Linked DNA regions of Oryctolagus cuniculus: region 2 is linked to region 1. A link is a contact called in public Hi-C data. All regions are on one chromosome and are shown on one strand. The core of a region is the stretch at or near the end of the contact, and the rest is flanking DNA. Distances in the headings are between cores, read along the strand shown. Region 1 overlaps HDAC9 (histone deacetylase 9). Region 2 overlaps LOC138845886 (collagen, type I, alpha 1b-like).

Region 1 (6,477 bases), core at 2,383-4,882:
TCTATGGCGTTGCCAGAGCTCTCCTCTCAAGTCTGGTCAGCTGGTTCCAGGTTGCACTCCTCACTGCCTTCCCAGAAGCCTTTGGGCTTGCATACCTTTCCTCCTCTTCTCAAAAGCTGCTCTTCTCTCCCTTCTCCTCCATGGGTCCCTGTCCTCCACCAGTAGTTGCCCAGGAGTGTTTGCTTACTGTGGCAACACCTGAAACCTTTCTGATGGCCTTGGTCAGTTGAACAAGCTTCCTGGTTCATCTCACTGGGCTGCAGGATTGGAGGAATCACTCCATTTCCTCATCTGCGGCATACACAGAGTAGTAGCTTTACAGGGACCGTGAAGAGTGGGTTAATCTTCAGAAAATCCCTGGCACAAAATTTGGCACCCAGTAGGTGCTGAAAATCAGTATACCATAATAGGAAATGAAGTTACTCAAGTTTTATATGGAGGTGTCGGGCTGTGAAATATCCCCGATCGCTTTACTTTCACCAAAGCCGCACCCCACTGCCGTTGTTACATCAGAGAAGAAATCTATTTCTCCCTCCCTGTAAGCCTGCTTCCTGTGATGAGGGAAAAGGAATCACAGAAATTCTCTTGGAAACAAAGAGGCCTCGTCTGGGAGGTCTGTGGTAGTTTTTGGTGCTGTTCCCACCATCCCAGTGCTGTGAGAAGCAGCTATAACCTTGAAGGGATATTAGATGTTATTTGAACAGCTTATTTTTCCATATTTCTCTTCTGTGATTACAGAGAAGTGAATGGAATCCACTTTTATTTTCAGTGACTATTTGCTGCCACTAAGATAGTTACAATACTTTTGCCTCCTTATAAGTTCCTTTGGTTTGTGTTCAGGTACACAAATGTATTCAATACTTGAAATTTACATTAAAAGCTGATTTGTGTAAGCACAGCCGTGTCTTCCTGATAGCTCCTAAAATAAAATTGCAGTCTCATACCTCGTAATTTTAAAATCTTTTCCAACAACCTTTGTGCTATTAAGCCACTTAAATATTGTAAAGGATTCTATATAAAGTCAGTGTTAACGATTGCAATATACCTTTTGATTTTCATGCACAAACATCTGACACGTTCTTTTAAGAAGAAATAAAACCCAAGTTAGCTTGCAGTTCCAAGTTGCAGTGAGAAAACTCCACATTTAGCCTTCTGCTCCTATTATGTTAAGGCTGGGACTCATCTCCAAACAAACGTATGATTGAGATGATGTTTTGCAATAACATCCTGTGTTTTGGTGGCGCATCACTCTTCGGTGACATTCTGAGGGGGCATTGTATTAGCACATGATATTTTCCCCAGTTAATTGATATCCCAGGTTTGTCCAGAAGAAAATCTACAGCTCCCCCAAACATGCTTGACAAGTTATTATATTTACTTTAGTCAAAACCCGTGTGTGCAATATCCCTCTTGGAGGTGGTCTATTATTGGAGTCCCATATGCTTTTTGTTTGGGAAGAAAGCAGTCACTGTGTCATTCTGTTACATGGAGTATTCTTTTTCAGGGATGTTGTTCCCTTGGGGACCATATCAGGCCAGAGTTCTTTAGTCTAATAAGTCCTTTGTAACCCTCATTGTAGAAAAGTTCGGGGAGGGAAGCAAGAGTTAAACAGAAAATGTAATTCAAGCAACCATATTAAGCCACATGTGGGAAAACATGACTCTTAATATTGGATTAAAAAAAGGTATTTGTTGCACAAAGCACTGTGATGCCAAAATTTTCAGGGTGTTTCAGCTTAAATGAAGGCTATTGTGATGCCAGAAACTCATAACATTTTTAACATTTACTTTAGTTTCTGAATATGAATAATCTAAAAAATACTACGTAGGGTTGCATGTTCACAAATTTTTGTATTTAAAAGGAAGTGATTCCTACAGAAGTCCTACATGCTGAAATTTAAGCTTTGTTTCTTGGGTGACTTTTCCCATCGGTAAAGTGGCATTTTAACTCAGATGACATTGAATATACAATAGCGCTGTGTACGTGTAGTTTTTCCCTCAGTAATACAAACCAGGAATGTACATACTCATCAGAATTATGAAATTCTATTGTTGTAATTTATCATTAGTTGTAACCAGAATTTCTTAAATGAATGTGCAAAATGCATAAAAGCCTTTTATTCACATATGCCTGACAAAAAAAAGGCTTATTTCATTTTTACATGATAACTCTTACATATTAAAGTCATAAAACACGTGCTTAATATGTTTCTTATTTTTGATAATAAAACCTCTTTTTGGAATGTGAACATTTTACAGTAAAATTTTTGGCACTGTAGTATTGTGAGACTCTTTTTGATTTTTTAACAGCAAATGGTTTCACAGCAACGCATTCTAATTCACGAAGATTCCATGAACCTGCTAAGTCTTTATACCTCTCCTTCTTTGCCTAACATTACCCTGGGACTCCCGGCAGTGTCGTCCCAGCTCAACGTAAGTCATCGTACAGCTTTGGCCTAAGCCAGCCCAGGCTCTGTTTGCAGAGAGGAAATCCCTTTCTTTCCCTTCTTTTATTCAACGGTCCTTCAAAGAGTTCCTGAAAGATGCATGTTATGAAAAATCTGTGCATGGATTTCTAATGTTTTGGGCCCAAGTGAACCTTTAATTCCATTTTGCCCCAAACTTTTTGAAGTTCCCTCATCTTTAGATTTCAGAAAAACGTGGTGGAGTCAGCTTCTCTTTGACTGTTCGCTGCATTGTGCAAAGATGTTCTGTTTAATTTCAAGTCCTAGATTCATACTCATTCACAGGCTCGCATACAAAAATTGTAGTTAACTTTTGTATAAAGGCTTACAGCTTTTTTTTTTTTTTTTTTTTTTTTTTTTTTTTTTTTTTTATAAAAAGAACTCTCCAGATAGATGATGTTAGTAACCCTGCACAGCCAGGGTGAAATCACATTTCACATTTTCACAGAAGAAGCTGAATACTGGGGAGCTTAAAAGCCCCAGAATCACAGAGGCCAGTGAGTAGCAGGCCTGGTGTCCCACCCAGGTTGGTGCTGAGTGGTGCTGCTTCCAGTACACAGCAGCAAATGTTTATGGAATTTATCTTGCGAAAGGATTGTATTTTGGGACTTCAAGTTGCTGACTCCAGTGCTAAAGAATCCATATCTGGAAATACCCTCAAAGAACAATATCAAACCATTCCCAGGAGGTTCAGAGTGAATCAGTCAGTTTAAAAGCCCTGACAAGTGAAATAGGTAGTATCTTTTGGAGCTAATTGTTCTACTAGTAGAAGGTTGCAATAATTATTGTATGCCTGTTCCCTAAAATAACATCTCTTTTATTTGTTATGAAGACTTGTGAGCCTTATGCAGGGTAATTAATCTCTGACATGTAAGTAAATTAAATTGCACACATACAGAGGCCGTGGGATATGTTGGGTTTATAGAATTTATTCCAACCCTTGTCCCCAGTTTGGTCAGTCTTTTTTTTTTTTTTTTTTTTTTTTTTTTTTTTTTTTTTTTTTTTTTTTTTTAATTTGTTTTGAAAGGCAGAGTTGCAGAGAGAGAGAGAGGAAGAGAGAGAGAGAGAGAGGTCTTCCATCTGCTGGTTCACCCTCCAAATAGCCGCAATGGCTGGAGTTGTCTTGATCTGATTCCAAGAGCTAGGAGCTTCTTCCGGTTCTCCCACGCGGGTACAGGGACCCAAGGACTTGGGCTTCTTCTACTGGTTTCCCAGGCCATAGCAGAGAGCTGGATCAGAAGTGGAGCACCTGGGACTCCAACCAGCGCCCATTTGGGATGCCAGCACTGCAGGCGGCAGCTTTACTCACTGTGCCACAGTGCCGGCCCCCCAGTTTGGTCAGTCTTTACCAGCAAGTCCAGTATGTCTAATTGATAAGTATGTTCAATGCATAGGATAAAAGCATTATTACAGATATATTATCATATCTAGTCTTTTTAAAATAGTATAATGTTCCCTCCTGTGATATTGGGTCTTATACTAATGAGGAGAAAACAAAATTTGAATTTTGTTTTATATCTGGAGATTAAAGAATAAAGACCTAAAAATCATGAATTCCCCTAGGCCCTTCTAATTACACACGAAACATTTGTAACTAATTGCTTTTAGTGAAAAGGAAAAAGAAAGAATTAAGAATAAAACTAAAATATATATTCATGGGTCATATTTTTAATTCTTCATGTGTTAAAAACTACATTTCCCTCTCTTCCTCTTTTTCCCATCATTTCTAACAAAAAGCAAATTCTAACCCAAACACTCCTCAGGACACGTGAAGAGGCATTTTAATTCCTCCACTTTGGCATGTTTGAAGTCACTTCTCCTTGGTAACTCATACATGCACCATGTTTCATGTGGTCAGGGAAAATTTTTTCCCAAAGGACCAGGCACTAAAGCCAGACCATTTAATGTTTCGATGGTAATACAATTTGGTACCATTGGATGAATAAACCAGTGTGGTTTGGATTAGAGTTGCATTTTTTCTCTGCTTCCATTTTGGTGTGGATAAGGCCATCACAATTAATTTTTCAAGCTTAGCCTTGCTTTGGCAAAAGGACCTCCACTATTCCGTCTCCCTCCTGAATAGTGGGAACATTAACAACAACAACAAAAAAAGGCCGGGACAAGGAATCATTGTGAAATTAAACCTTGCATTGACTTGCTCTGTGACTCAGACAAATCGTTTACCTCTTTGTCCTTCAATTTCTCCGTCACTGAAAAAATTGCTTTGCTTCCCTGGTGCACAGCAATTTTGAAAGATGAAACATGAGTTTTGAAAGGAAACATGCCTCATAATTTGGAGGTATTAGACTTCTGCTTTTGTAATACCAAAATGACCACCATTCATTAAATTCTTTGAATAGGATAATTTATTATTGCTATTGATGATATAATTATTATTGCCTTATTACTGTGTTATCATACATTTCAAGTTCTTAATAGCGTTTTTATTTGATATCTAATTTCACTCATAGTTTACATTATTGTACAAATGTATCTGGAGTGTCATATTCAATATTTGGAGATTTGGGGATCTGTTATGAGTTACTATAAAATACATGTTGAAGTCAAAGTCCTGCATATTTTGTCCTCTTTTCATTGAGTTAATTTAAGAATTTCATCTTAAAAATTAGATATTAGAAACTTAGAGTTCTGTGAACCTCTTAGCATGTCTGAAAGAGTGAATTGTTCCTTTTTAGTGAAACTCCAGAGCTACAGATGATCTTATCTGCAGCTCTTGAAGCCCTGAGAAATCTGTGGTCAAGTTATTTGAAAAAATTTCCTTTTGCTTAAGCAATGTATTTTCAATTACTTTAGAAAGCAACATCCCACTTCTTAAATCTGAAACGAGCCTTTTTTAAATGGATACATAGAAATCATGTAAATTTATGGTTTAGAGCCTGATGTTCTGATGTATATGTATGTTGGGGAATGGCTTACTCGGGACAATTTGCATATATAGTACTTGATATGATTTATTTCTCTTTTGTGGAGAGAACACTTAAAATCGACTCTCTGTGCAGTTTCTAAAGGTACATTATATTACTATTAATAATAGTCATCATGTTGCCCAATTGTTCTTCGGTGTGACAGGAATTTTGTATCCAGCATCATTTTTTATATTTACCTAAGAAGCTAAATTGTCTCCAGTGCTCATCCAGTTGGCTTTTAAGTACTGCTGTACTTAAAAGTAAGGCTTTTTGTACTGTTGTCCCAGTTCAGCCAGTGGATAAAATGGGGGGTTTTATTTCGAGAAATTACAGCATAAGAACCTCGCCTGATGATGTGGAGCCCTAAGGACCCTCGTGGATGAACGTCTTTCTTATTTCTTGACACAGGCTTCAAATTCACTCAAAGAGAAGCAGAAGTGCGAGACGCAGACACTGAGGCCGGGTGTGGCGCTGCCTGGGCAGTATGGGGCCAGCATGGCAGCATCTTCCAGCCATCCTCACGCGGCCGCGTTGGAAGGAAAACCAAACAGCAGCCACCAAGCTCTCCTGCAGCATTTGTTACTGAAAGAACAAATGCGACAGCAAAAGCTTCTCGTGACTGGTAATTACCAATGGCCCCGCAGGCAGGTCCTCTTCGATCCAGTGGATAAGGGTGGATAGATAGCGCTTTGCAGGGCCCCCCCTGGCAACAGGAGCTGCGGGAAATTGCCCATGTGCATGCTGCCAGCTCCATGGAGTGGGCTGGAGTGGGGTGCTCACCCATGCCTACCAGGCTGCGCCACTGGCGAGTCATGTGGTCAGGGAGACCTGTCCAGTGCACCCTAGCCTTCTCTGGATGCTTGCCCGGTGTTGTCCTCACACCCCCATCTAATTTATCCCCTGCATCTGTTTTCAGTGCCTTGATGTTCTCCTCTTAAAATGATATACATGTAATTGCACATATTCACACACACACACACACACACAGAAATATGTATGTATTTTTTATTCAGGTGGCGTTGCCTTACACCCTCAGTCTCCCTTGGCAACAAAAGAGAGAATTTCACCTGGCATCAGAGGTTCCCA
Region 2 (6,136 bases), core at 2,965-5,464, 440 kb after region 1:
TGGCTGCTCTACTTCCGCCCCAGCTCCCTGCTAATGGCCTGGTAAAAGCAGTGGAAGATGGACCGAGTATTTGGGCCCCTATACCTGTGTGAGAGACCAAGAAGAAGCTCCAGGTTCCTGGCTTCAGCCTGGCCCAACCCTCACAGTAATGGCCATCTGGGGAGTGAACCAATGGATGGAAGATCTCTCTCTCGCTCGCTCTCGCTCTCGCTCTCGCTCTCTATCTGTCTCTCTGTCTCTCCCTCTCTCTTTGTAACTCTGACTTTCAAATAAATAATCTTTCTAAAAAAAAAAAAAACTATACACTGTTTAAAGAAACTTGGGCATAATTCCTATGACCTTGAATCTGGTGATAGATTTTTAGATATGACATCAAAAGCATGAACAACAAAAGAAAAAATTAAATTGAACTTACTGGAAATTAAAAACCTTGCGTGTTTTAAGTAACCTTATGAAGAAAGGGAAAAAAATCCACATACCTTCACTTACAGAGACATTTCTAAAACAAAGAACATATCTGAGTCAATAACAGAAAGAGAAATAACCCAATATGAAAAGGGACAAAGAATTTGAACACCGTTTTCCAAAAAAGATATACAAATGACTGTTAGCACATTAAACCTTACATTGTTAGCAACCAGGAAAATGCAAGTCAAAGCTACAAGATGCTATATCATGCACATTAGAATGGCTAGAATCAAAAAGTCAGATAGCAATAAGTGTTGTCACACATGTAAAAAACTGCAACCCTCATACACCATTGGTGGAAATATGTAAAATGGTCCAGTCACTTTGGAAAACACTAAGGGAGTTCCTCAAATTTTAAACATAGAGATAGCCTATAATTTCTATTCCCAGTTAAATATCCAAGAGAAAGGAAAACATAAATTCAAATGAAAATCTGTACATGAATGCATTAATATATTGTTGTTTACATCATGACATAGTTACAAATAATAAAATAATGACATATTGACAAAAACACATAAATTGCATATTTATAAATAATACATGGCATTATTTATAATATCAAAAGAGGGGAGTCTACATTTCCACCAGCTGATCAATGGATAAATAAAGTGTATTATATACATACAATGATCATAAAAAAGTGGGAAATACTGTTAGATACTATGAACCACTGATGAACCATGACACCAGGCTATGTCACAAAGAAGCCAGTCACAAAAGATCACAGGCTACATGATTCCATTCCTATCCATTCCTATTCCTGTGAAATGCCCAGAACAGGCAAACTATTAAACTAATATGTCAATTAGTGATTGTTTAGGGTTAGGGGATATAAGGGCATAAGAGGGTATACTGGCCAGGGTTCTCCAGAGAGACAGAATCAATAAGGTACACACAGGTGTTCACAAAGTACATGGAATGTGCAATGCATTTTAATCCTTTTCTTCTTTGAACTTTTTTGGGGGTACTCTTGAATACAGAGAGGTTAACATCCAAGAAGAGGGTTATTGGTGGAACTGGCTCCATTTGACTAAGGGGGCTAGGGAGCCCCCCGAGTAGGCCATCTGCACCCTGGACAGCCAGAAGGCTTAGTAGCATGTCTCCGTCCACGTCTGAAGGCTCAGGATCGGGAAGCTGACCGGGTAACCCTCAGTGCAATAACCAAGGCCTGAGAAATCAAAGGGCTCCTGAAGCATGTCCTAGAGTCCTGAGGGCCAGAACACCTTGAGTTACAACGTCCAAGGGCAGGAAAGGAATGGCATCCCAGCTCCAGGAGAGAGAGCGTGAATCTTCCCATCCTCTCCCTTTTGGCTCTGTCTGGGCCTTCAGCAAGGTGGACAGTGCCCGTCTACACCGAGGGCAGGACTTTTCCCATGCAACCCACTACTCCCAAGCTGACCTCTTCTTGAAACCCATACCCAGACCCCAGAAATAATGCTTTCCCAGATTGCCTGGTGTCCTTTAACACAGTCAAAGTGATACCTAAAATGAACTCTCATAGGAGGTGATGGGCAATAGTATGAGGTTTCTTTCTGAGGCGATGACAATGTTCCCAAAAATGACTGTAGTGCTCCCCACATTATGAACATACTGAAAACCACTGCCTTGTCCACTGTAAACAGGAAAACTCTACGGTGTGTGAACTATGACGTGAAAAAGCGGGGAAAAAAAATCTAGTCTTCAATATATCTCTTGTAGAATTGAAGAATATTCACAAATTCAGAAAAGCATAGGCCAAATGGTTTTGGCTTTTGAAGGCTGGTGTTAATTATGCCTCTGTTTCTGATTCATTTACACGCAATGCATCAGCTTGGTTTCGAAGGAGGCATTTGATGACTAAGGGGACCGATAAACTTTTTATTTGGTGAACCTTGGCTGGCTGTTTTCCTTTGTTCCCCCTGAACCATGATGCTGTGCTTGACAGCATTAGTTTTAACTTAGTTCTGGAAAGGTTCATTTCCAGTTCCAAACTCAGATCCCAGGAATTGCAAGGGACTCCTACATTTTGTAAAAATGCGGAACATATTATTTCCTCCGAGTTGAGTGATGAAGCAGATTACATGTGACACTGATGAGCAAGATAGCAAGTTCAAATGCTGGGAGTTTTTAACCATATGTAAAGTGATACACAGTGCCCAGAACATGCTTTGCACCAGTCCTCTTTTCCATGGCTGGGACATCGGTGGAGAGAGAAGAAAGCTGCCACATGGGTACTGCTTAGAAGAGGCAGAAGGAACTGTTACCATAAGAGCTTCTAGTTATTTTCCTGCGGTGACCCCTGCTAGCTCCCTTATACAAGTAATGTGTGGGTGTGGAGGAGAATAATAAAACAAAATATACTTTGGAGAGGGGTAGTGGGGAAGAGAAAAAAGATAAGTATTGTGAAATTCAAGTGCTGTTTCACATTTCCAAGATGGACAGCATTGAATGCATACCAGGGGATACCTCTGTGTCACCTGCTCTTCCAGCCAATGGTTGGAGCAACAAGCATGGTGCTGACGTCAACTCATCAATGCCATCATAACTGTCCTCATACTGAAAAGTTTGTCATGACTTTTAGGGTTTTTTTTCCCTTGTTCATTGTGTGGTTGGAACACATATAAGTAGCAGGATTCTCTTCAAAAGAAATAATAGAACTTGCCAAGAGTGATATGCAAGATCAAATTCATACCTAATGGCCATAATTACAAAAATCTTTGGGAAAAAAGCCTGCCAAGATGGTTCATTCTGAAACCAAGGGAGATAGATACTTAGAGTCTGTACCTAAGAAAGTAGAAGCTTCTGTTTTGTAAGCCTAAGACCCTTGGATAGTCAGAAATAAATAAAAAAAAAAAGAAAACTGAAAATAATCTGTTGTAGACACACACAGATTTTCAGGTCAATGCTTGACCCTTGATACCAAGGAAGTAGCCCAGCCTAGCTCCTCCTCTGACCTAATAGAAATCATCCTAATATTATTAAGCCAGAAACAGTGAGACAATCCTTCCCATTCCTGGGAAAGAGACATCTTTTCCAACTTCCCTTGCAGTAAAGCCACTGCAAGAAATTCAGATCCACCAAGGGACAGGAAGGAGGTGAAGGGGGAAAAGCATTTATCTCAGAGAATTAATATTACTTAGAGGTCCAGCCTACCCCTGACGCTACACACACACACACACACACACACACGCTTGAACACACATACTTGCAAACCCATTTACACACTTGCTTACACACAAAACACACGCTTTGCATGCACATTTGCACATGTGCTTACACACTCACAAGCTTACATACATGCTTGCACTGTTGAGTATATCTAGAAAAGGATATAAAGTGTGAGCAAGGCTAGTAACAAATTCAAGTTCGGGATAGAGCAGCCCCATGCTGCTCCATGGCTGCCAAGCAAGCCTAAGAGCGGAAGCTGAGGAATTCTCAGTTTGCAACATGCACAGGATCGGAAAGAGGTGAAAAGTCGACCAAAAGCGTTTTTCTTCTTTTCCACAGAAAGTAAGGGTGGTTTCTTTCCTGTTTCTGGGATGATGAGGATAATAACTAGAATATTAGCAAACTTGAGTAGTTAGCAGGGAATACAATGTGCCTGATCCTGGTGTGAATGCCTTACATAGATAACCCCATTTAACCTGCACGGCCTCCGGGGATCAATACCATTATGATCTCACTGAGCAAACACGGAATGCTGTAGAGAGATTGGGCGCCTTGTGCAACATTGCTTTGCTGAGATGGCACAGGGGAAATCTGAATCAAAGGCAGGCCTTGGAAGCCAAGGGCCTCACTCATACGTGGCAGGGAAAGGGGGGGTCCAGGGCAAGAACTCGGAACACACGGCCTACACATCAGTGCAGATTGCCCAACCACTCATCAACTACTCTGTGTACAATGAAATCCTGGGCTCCAAATACATCTTCTCCACCCTCATTAAAGTTCAATCACTAGAATTAACTATGGAGGGAAAAGAAAATTTGCTTAATTTATTTTTAGAACTTATTATGCTTGTGGCTGGGGGAAAAAGACTTTTAGCCATATATACAATATTTAATTCATAAAGCATTTGTTGAGAAAAGAATCAGGTGGGAGCGGGATTGAGGATTGGGAGAAACCGCATGAACATGACTAAAGGGTCCTATATAAAATACCATAAAGTTAAAAGAAAACACGTCTGCCCGCTACAGAGTTATAGCAGAGTTTCTCCCTAAAAATAGATCAATCGTACGATTTAAAGAATTCCTCCAGAGGACAGGGAGGGGACATGAAGAAATGGGAATATTTAAAATATTAAAAAATCCTTCTACAGGCTTGAGAACAAACGCGGCTTGAACAATGTGGCAGGCAGCCCATACTGCCAAGTTGCCTTTGGGGATAGAGACATTTCACTGCGTTCCTGATGGTGGAGCAACACGGCCAGCTTCCCCCTTCCTCCACCTCCCCTGCAGTAAGCCGTGGAAGCCGCCCCATGAGAAAAGAACAGGCTGCAGTGTGGAGGCCTCATGCTGACACTGAGCATCCAAAACAGGCTGACTCACGGGCCTTGTGAATCTCTCCTACATTGTTCTGATGAAGAAGGCTAGTTCAAGTCAAGTTCTGAGAACACCAGCTGGGAAAGGATGGGCGCCTTTTCTTTCTTTCCAGAAAATACCACCCAGCTTTTAATTACACATGCTGGATGGACAACTACAAACCAATAGTTTGTTCAATTTTGCTCCCATGGTGACAATTTTTTTTTCTTGGTAGAAGATAATTAAAATATTCTTAGGTTGCCCTCAGCAGTGTCTCCCAACCCAGCCTGAGTGGCCACTTTGACTAGAGGCAGCCTGGGGTAGGGGAGGTCACTGTGTTTTGTACCTGACAGGCTTAAAGTGCACTTCTGGCTCAGTCAGGAAATGTCTGTGGAATGCTGGGTAAATTAAGGTACTCAAATCTCTCTGAATTTGATGACCTTATTTGTAATCTGGGGGTTACATGTATCACACAATGAATCACTCTAGATTAGGGATGATGTGTATATGCCCCGTTCCCAGCTCATTCTAAGGATGCAGGATTATATATCACTAAGAGCCCCAGTCAGCACCCTGTGAACCAAATGTGTGCCTTACTTACCCCCTAGGCCCCTGGAATGTCATCCCTTCTGACAGAAAGGTGAGGTGTTGGCCTAGGCTGTGAACTCCACATTTGTTCTTTATAGACAGCATTATTTTTCTAACTATGCAATACCCTAAGTAGAATCATTCTGAAAAACAGAAAAAAGACATCTCCATTGAACTGATCTTGGTAGAGTTCGAAAAAAAAAAAAAGAAAAAAGAAAAAGGTCTGGTATTTAATTACTTTTGCAATTTTCCACCTCTCCCTCTCCTCTTTGCTGAACCACCCCCCCTCCAAGGGTGGTAACAGGTTACTAGACAATGTCTGTTAGGAAAGCATCCAAGGTGGTATCAGTTAGTTCTTTCTCATTCATAATTCGGAGTTAACAGAAAGTCAGAATGCTTGGACCAGTGCAGCAGGAAATTCTTTACACTGCTCCCCCTCCCTTCCACATCTGCTGCCTCTTTTAAAATCCATCTGCCGAAGTTCAACAGTGTCCCCAAGTTTCCTCAATTAATATGTCAGTGGGCAATGCCTCGTTAGTGACCCTGAATTTCTGGTAGATGAAACATTCCCCAAAGCCCTC

Evidence for each region. Hi-C and Micro-C count contacts between places; a contact is called where the count stands out from the background.
Region 2: a Hi-C map of skin fibroblasts shows a contact between it and region 1, with 2.7 times the contacts expected there. The contact joins two enhancer-like sites. A contact is called at or near these places in 2 of 6 Hi-C or Micro-C datasets (ear pinna and skin fibroblasts).

What each region holds. Positions count from the first base shown.
Region 1 is chr16:10,781,064-10,787,540 of mOryCun1.1, forward strand. HDAC9 (histone deacetylase 9) reads left to right here. Exons shown (of 27, transcript XM_051853225.2): 10 at 2,310-2,432; 11 at 5,800-6,013; 12 at 6,405-6,477. Among named protein-coding and RNA genes, the nearest start is that of TWIST1, 460 kb to the right of the region's middle. Within about 2 kb of position 3,633, at least 1 of the 8 cell types and tissues checked has an H3K27ac peak or open chromatin away from gene starts, as enhancers often do. A contact at or near this core is called in ear pinna, where this site is marked.
Region 2 is chr16:11,217,322-11,223,457 of mOryCun1.1, forward strand. All of the region lies in intron 2 of LOC138845886 (collagen, type I, alpha 1b-like), which reads right to left. Among named protein-coding and RNA genes, the nearest start is that of TWIST1, 24 kb to the right of the region's middle. Within about 2 kb of position 4,215, at least 4 of the 8 cell types and tissues checked have an H3K27ac peak or open chromatin away from gene starts, as enhancers often do. A contact at or near this core is called in ear pinna, where this site is marked.